Linked DNA regions of Mus musculus: region 2 is linked to region 1. The links are chromatin contacts, called in public Micro-C maps. All regions are on one chromosome and are shown on one strand. The core of a region is the stretch at or near the end of the contact, and the rest is flanking DNA. Distances in the headings are between cores, read along the strand shown. Region 1 holds the start of Rnf169 (ring finger protein 169). Region 2 holds the start of Fchsd2 (FCH and double SH3 domains 2).

Region 1 (2,899 bases), core at 106-2,605:
ATCGGTTACCACCAACTGTGGACACTCTCATGACAACCTGGAGCTTCTAGATGCTTTCTTCTACATACAGTTGCTTAAAAATAATGTCTTTACAAAGCCTGTGATTTTCCATAAAGATAACATCTTGGTCCAAATGCACCTTAAGGTAAAAATAATAAACAAACAAACAAACAAATAAATAAATAAATAGGCAACACCCCGAGACTTGTTGTAGTACAGTCATCTTTCCATCAGGGGGAGCCATTCTTTTTCCTAAATCCTCTGTATCCAGAAAGGAAAATCACAGCAAAGTCTCAACACCTCTCCCTGGCTTAAACAGGAATGATGTGGTCAGAGCTGGCCGGTAGGAATGAACTCTAAGATCCATGGGACAAAGCTTATAGGAAGAGGGGTTGTGTGATGGCAGGTCAGTTTGCAGAAGTCACAGCTGCCAGCTAGGTGAAGAGATGAGGAGAAAGAAATCATGCAGTGGGCTTATGGAATGAAGAAGTGGGTGGGAACAGGCTGGAAATAGAGCCATTTTGGCCAGAAAATGACAAGACTATAAGTTAAAGATGCCTGGGCTGGGAGCGTGAGGACCCTTGAGATGGTTCTGTGAATAGAATGTGGGAAATAAGGGCTGTTTTGAAAGGATGGAGACATTAGGTTTGTGCACGGAGCATGCAGATATCCATAATGATAAATTCAATAACTCTGAACTGCAGATATTAGTGTGGGCTTTCATGGGGAAGAAAAGAGGAGACCAGGGAGTCATATAGACTGAGAAAAGAAAAGGCACAAGCTTACACAAGAGTATCTACATTTAAGTATCAAACACAGAAGTAATCTGAGGAGCAGGGTTTGTGTAATAAAGTATGCTTTTTTTTTTTGCCCCAGCCAAGGGAGGGGACTTCATAAAGGGATGTGGAGAGAGAGGGGCTGAAATGAGGGCTGGTCAGGTTGTTATTTCAACAATCACTCAAGACTTTTGGTCATGATAGGCCTCATGCTAATCACAACAAGCTGCTATGGCCCCGAGGAGAAAGCCCTTACCAAATGAAGTACTTCGACAAGTTTCTGGATAGCTCATATTTATAGTTCATTTTATAAAGTTCAGGGTCGCTCAAAAATTCCAAATAAATTCTTTCAGTCTCTCAAGATTCAGTGCTAGAAACTACAAAAACAGGAGGGCGGGCTGAAAGACCAGATATATAAAGAATAATCATTAAATATTAATAAGCAGTCTCCTCCTGCTAAGCGAAAGGCCCTAGGAGAAATATCCCCAGGCGGACTAGGTTCCCGCCCCCTCATGAATATGCAGATAGCTGTCCGCCGCGCACTGCCCCGCCCTCTACTCCTCTCCCACCGCAACCGACTCTCCCTTCAAACGGGAAACAAGATGGCGGCGGCAGGTCCGAGCACTCGGGCTTCTTCCGCTGCGGCCGCGGCAGCTCTGAGTCGGCGGGGCCGGAGGGGCCGCTGTGACGAGATGGCGGCAGCGAAAGCCGGGGCTCCGGGCCCGGCCTCCAGCCCCGCGTTGTTAGTGTTGCGGTCAGCGCCACGGCCGGAGGAGTCGGGCTGCACCGGGTGCCTGGAGACCCCGGGGGAAGTGGCGGCCCTGCCGTGCAGCCACTCGCGGTGCCGAGGCTGCGCCTCGCGCGCGGCGGGCCCGGGCTGCCGTCGCTGCCGTCCCCGCGGTTCGGGCTGGGCCCGCCGTCGGGCGCGCGACGACGGCCAGGCCGCCGCGGAGCTGATGGGCGAGCGCGCCCGTCGTGGACAGCCAGAACCCTGCCGCCCGCGCCGGGACGGGGGCGCGGCTGCCTCGGGGCCCAGGCCGGAGCCGGAGCCGCTCGCGGAGCCAGGTGGAGCCTCCCCTCGCCCCTGTGGGCTTCAGCCAGGCCCAGCCGCCGGGTCTGGCCTGGTGAGCGGGGTGGAGGGTCCCGGGCTCTGCTGCCGCGGGTGTGGAGAGTTCTGCTGGGGTCGCGACCGGGTTCTGCCCAGGCGCAGTATGTGTTGGTGAAGGTTGAACTTTGGAGCGAACTGTACGCGTGTTGAATTTGGAGGGGCAGTGAGGGGACCCCGCGCCTTGCGTAAGTCAGAAGTTTGGAAGGAAACAATTCCTGGAACAAGTTAGGGGCATGTTGAAGTTGGTGCGTGGAGGGGGAGGGGCCCTGGAGGATCCCAGCAGCGCTTGTTTCAGTGTTGGGCAGAGGGCTTGGGGTCGCGCGGTCTAGGAGGGATGTGTCTTCCAGGGCTGGAGAGAATGAGGTGTGGGATATCCCAGGCTCAGGGGGAGCTTTGCAGACTTGAGAGCAGAGTGGGTTTTGAGGATGAGCTCTCGTGTGAAGTTCTTTCTCATGCTATCTTGGGAAAAAAAAAAAAAAAATATATATATATATGCATGCTTAGCGCAGAGCTTGCCACACAGGATGAGATAAATGCCATCTATTTTGGTGATAATACTAATCATAAACGTTAGTGGTGCTTGATGAAGAAAGCTGGGTGGGATTTAAGTTTTGGAGACAAAGATTGGTTTGGCTGGGGGCTGTTTTCTGTCTTTCTATGTAAGTTTCATCTATGATGCTGGCAACTTAAAGGTCTGTTGTAGGACTCTTGGCCTGAACTCCTTTGCCTTTCTCACCGTCGGCAGCCCATCACTTGTTGGTGCTGAAGTCTGAGATAGAAAATTCCGTTTGTAACATGAACCGAGACCTAGGCTTCTTTGGTGCAAGCCTAAGCAACATACCTACAGCTGAGATTTTCAAGAACCGTGAATCAGGAAAAGCCATTTGCTAGCCCTTTTATGTTAGGAATTCTGCCTTACGTCGTTTTCAGCAGAAGGAAGGCATTGCTTTGTGTGTATATGAAAGTGCAGTTCCTAGAAACTGTAGAGTCCAGAATGCATCTATTTTTGGTTCAA
Region 2 (2,700 bases), core at 153-2,652, 1.1 Mb before region 1:
AAACAGAGAGAACCGCCAAAGCCAGCTGGCTGGAGCCATCCTCGCCAGGCCGGACCCTGGGATTTCAATTGGTGTGTGATCGTGGTGGAATCCCGACCACCAGAGCAAAGCTACATGGAGAGGTGGGGTACACGTGCAGGGGGAAAGGGGGAGGATCAGTAACTGGGCAAAAAAATCAGATTAAGAAGAGAAAAGAAAGGGAAGCATAGATGATGAGTTACTCATAAGGCAAATGTTTGCCCACAAGGGAAGGATGTAACTGTCTCTACCCACTGCTCAGAGTAGATACCTAGTATCCATCTGAAAGATTTAAAAAGGCAAGGACACAGCCTTGGCAGTGCGGAAAGGTGTAGAAGGGAGCAGCCGAGTTGCTGGCAGCCCCAGAGCACCGTCACTGCCACCCAGGCCATCCAAACCCCAACCGTAGTGCTCAAACCATGCAACGCCAGGTTCTGGATTTCGTACTGGAAGCTCTGCTGTTTTCCTGGCCCCCTAGCCCGAGGCGGGGCAAAAGGGATGGGGGGTGGGGGTTAAGCAGGACCCGTCAATCCTTAATTTGCTTTCCCTTGGGGTGGGAGGGCGGAGACCGTTCCAACTTCTTTTCCGCAGCCCCGTGGGGGGAAAAAAAGGCCAAATCTTGAGGCGAGACTTGAAACAAATCCCCCCGCGAATTTGCCAATGGGTGGAGTGTCGACAAGCGACTGGAGGGCTCGAACCTGGCGCAGACTAAACAATCCGTCACGCACAAGGCTCTGCAAATCTGCAGGGGCTCCCCCGCCTCTCCCCCATACAGCTCTGAGAATGCACTTTGCTCTGGGCAGCACTGCCATGCAGACAGACACACACATGCATGCCCGAAAGAAAAAAAAAAAAAAAAAAAACTCCAGCGAGTGTCTCGGGGGGAGGGAGGTGTCCTCCCTAGTACTGAGGAGCACTGGCCGCCCCTCCGTCAGAAAGACACCCCGTACACGCGACCCCCTGCTTGGGGCGGGCGGCAACTCTGACAAGCCAAGAAGCTAGAGTGGTCACGGTCCCTTGCGGGAAGGGGGAGGGGGCGCAGCGGTCGCCCCAGCCGCGTTCTTTGTACGCACCGCCACCCCCCAAATCTCCAAAGCCCCCCGCCAGCTGCGCCCTTACCTTCCTCGGCGGCGGCTGCATGATGCTGAAGGGACATCAATCCTCCGCCCACCCCTGACGGCGGCGTTTAAAGGACTGTGAGGGTGAGGAGGGTTGGAGAAAATGGGGCGGCCCAGCAAGCCAGGGCGCGCGCTTGTGTGTGTGTGAAAGGAGAGCCTGGGAAGGAGAAGGAAGAGGAATCGGCCCGGAGGCTGCGAGGCAGGCGAGCGGCAGGAGCAGCCGGGTCGCAGCGAGTGTGGAGAGAAGGAGGAGCGCCGGGAAGGCCTGGGGCCCGGGCGGCCCGGGGGGTGTGTGAGGGAAGGAGGCGGAGACGGCCAGGGGGCGGGGGCCGCCGGGGGGGGGGGGCTCGCGGCTCGCCGGGCGGCTGAGGAGGAGCGGCCGCGTCGTCCGCGCTCGCCGCCTGCCGCGGCCCGGCTGCAGCTGGCTGACGCGGCGGCCCCCCACCCACTCGGGCAGCCCGGCCCTCGCGGTGCCCAACGCCCCCGCCCGGCCCGGGAAGGAGGAAGGCGGCGCCACGCTCCCCTGTTAGAGCTCCGCCAACCACTCAGGCCGCGGGAATTTCCGGCCCCTGGCGCGCGCCACAGCGCCCCGCTCCGGCTGCAGAGGGGATGCGCTCCCGGCCACACCGCCTGCTTCAGAGTGGAGGGGGGGAGGTTAGCCAGGCCGCGCCACGGGGCTCCGGATCTCGGTGTGAGAAAGGGGGAAACTTCACGGATTGTTCGGCCGAGGGGAACGGTGGGGACGGGAACGGGACTCGAGAACTACCCCAGTTCTCTCCGACGATGGAACGTTCCGGACGCTTCCCGTCCTCCCTCCCCCCACACCGAGCAGGCAGCTGGGGGCTTCCCGCGCGCCTTCCCGCCAGCCCGCTGGGGCGCGCGACTCCTCCGGGAGCGCGCACGTGGGAGGGAGAGGACTCTGCTCCGACGCACGCGCACAGGCCGCCCCCGCCTCCCGCCTGCATCTGCGGCTGCACAGTTTGTGTGGGAATTTGGCAGGAGTCGAGGGGGGCTAGGCTCATAGTGGGATTGTTTGCAATAAGGAAGGAGGTACCTAAGAGGATTCGGGATTTTGCTTTCTCTCAGTCCCTCAGCGTACCCTCCCTCCTAGTCAGCTAAACGTGCACTGAGAAATTTAGCATGAACAAGTCCTTTTACAACTAGCCGCAGGTGCCAGACCTATGCCATTGGAGGACAGGTGAAATAACCTAAAATTGCCAGGCAAAGGAATGGATGCCCTATTCCAGAGTACTTAGCCAGACCTCGTGGAGTCAACTGAGGAAAAGAATGAAAATCTCTTGAATCGGTCACTCCCATATCACAGATAGGAAGGCTGGTGTCCGCAGAGAATTGGAGCCATTCTCAAGGTCACATGGCATGCCTAGAATCCCAAGGGCTGAGTGTGAGGAGGGGTATCTTGCTTGGTGTTAGGGCGCATGCCTAGCAGCCAGAGAGGCCCTGAGTTCATCACTAGCATGGCAGAGGAAAGGATTAGGTGAGATTAAGAACCATAGGGAGACAGCAAGGGCCATGGAGGAAGCCTCTGAAGGAAGCCCTTGTCTGG

The links. Hi-C and Micro-C count contacts between places; a contact is called where the count stands out from the background.
Region 2: a contact with region 1 is called in a Micro-C map of embryonic stem cells, with 7 times the contacts expected there. The contact joins the promoter of Fchsd2 here to the promoter of Rnf169 in region 1. A contact is called at or near these places in 1 of 484 Hi-C or Micro-C datasets (embryonic stem cells) and 1 of 9 other capture datasets (liver).

The regions. Positions count from the first base shown.
Region 1 is chr7:99,978,914-99,981,812 of GRCm38.p6, reverse strand. Rnf169 (ring finger protein 169) reads left to right here and starts at 1,355. Exons shown (of 6, transcript NM_175388.3): 1 at 1,355-1,841. The coding sequence starts at 1,379.
Region 2 is chr7:101,107,477-101,110,176 of GRCm38.p6, reverse strand. It overlaps Fchsd2 (FCH and double SH3 domains 2), which reads right to left and starts at 1,402. Exons shown (of 20, transcript NM_001146010.1): 1 at 1,138-1,402. The coding sequence starts at 1,158.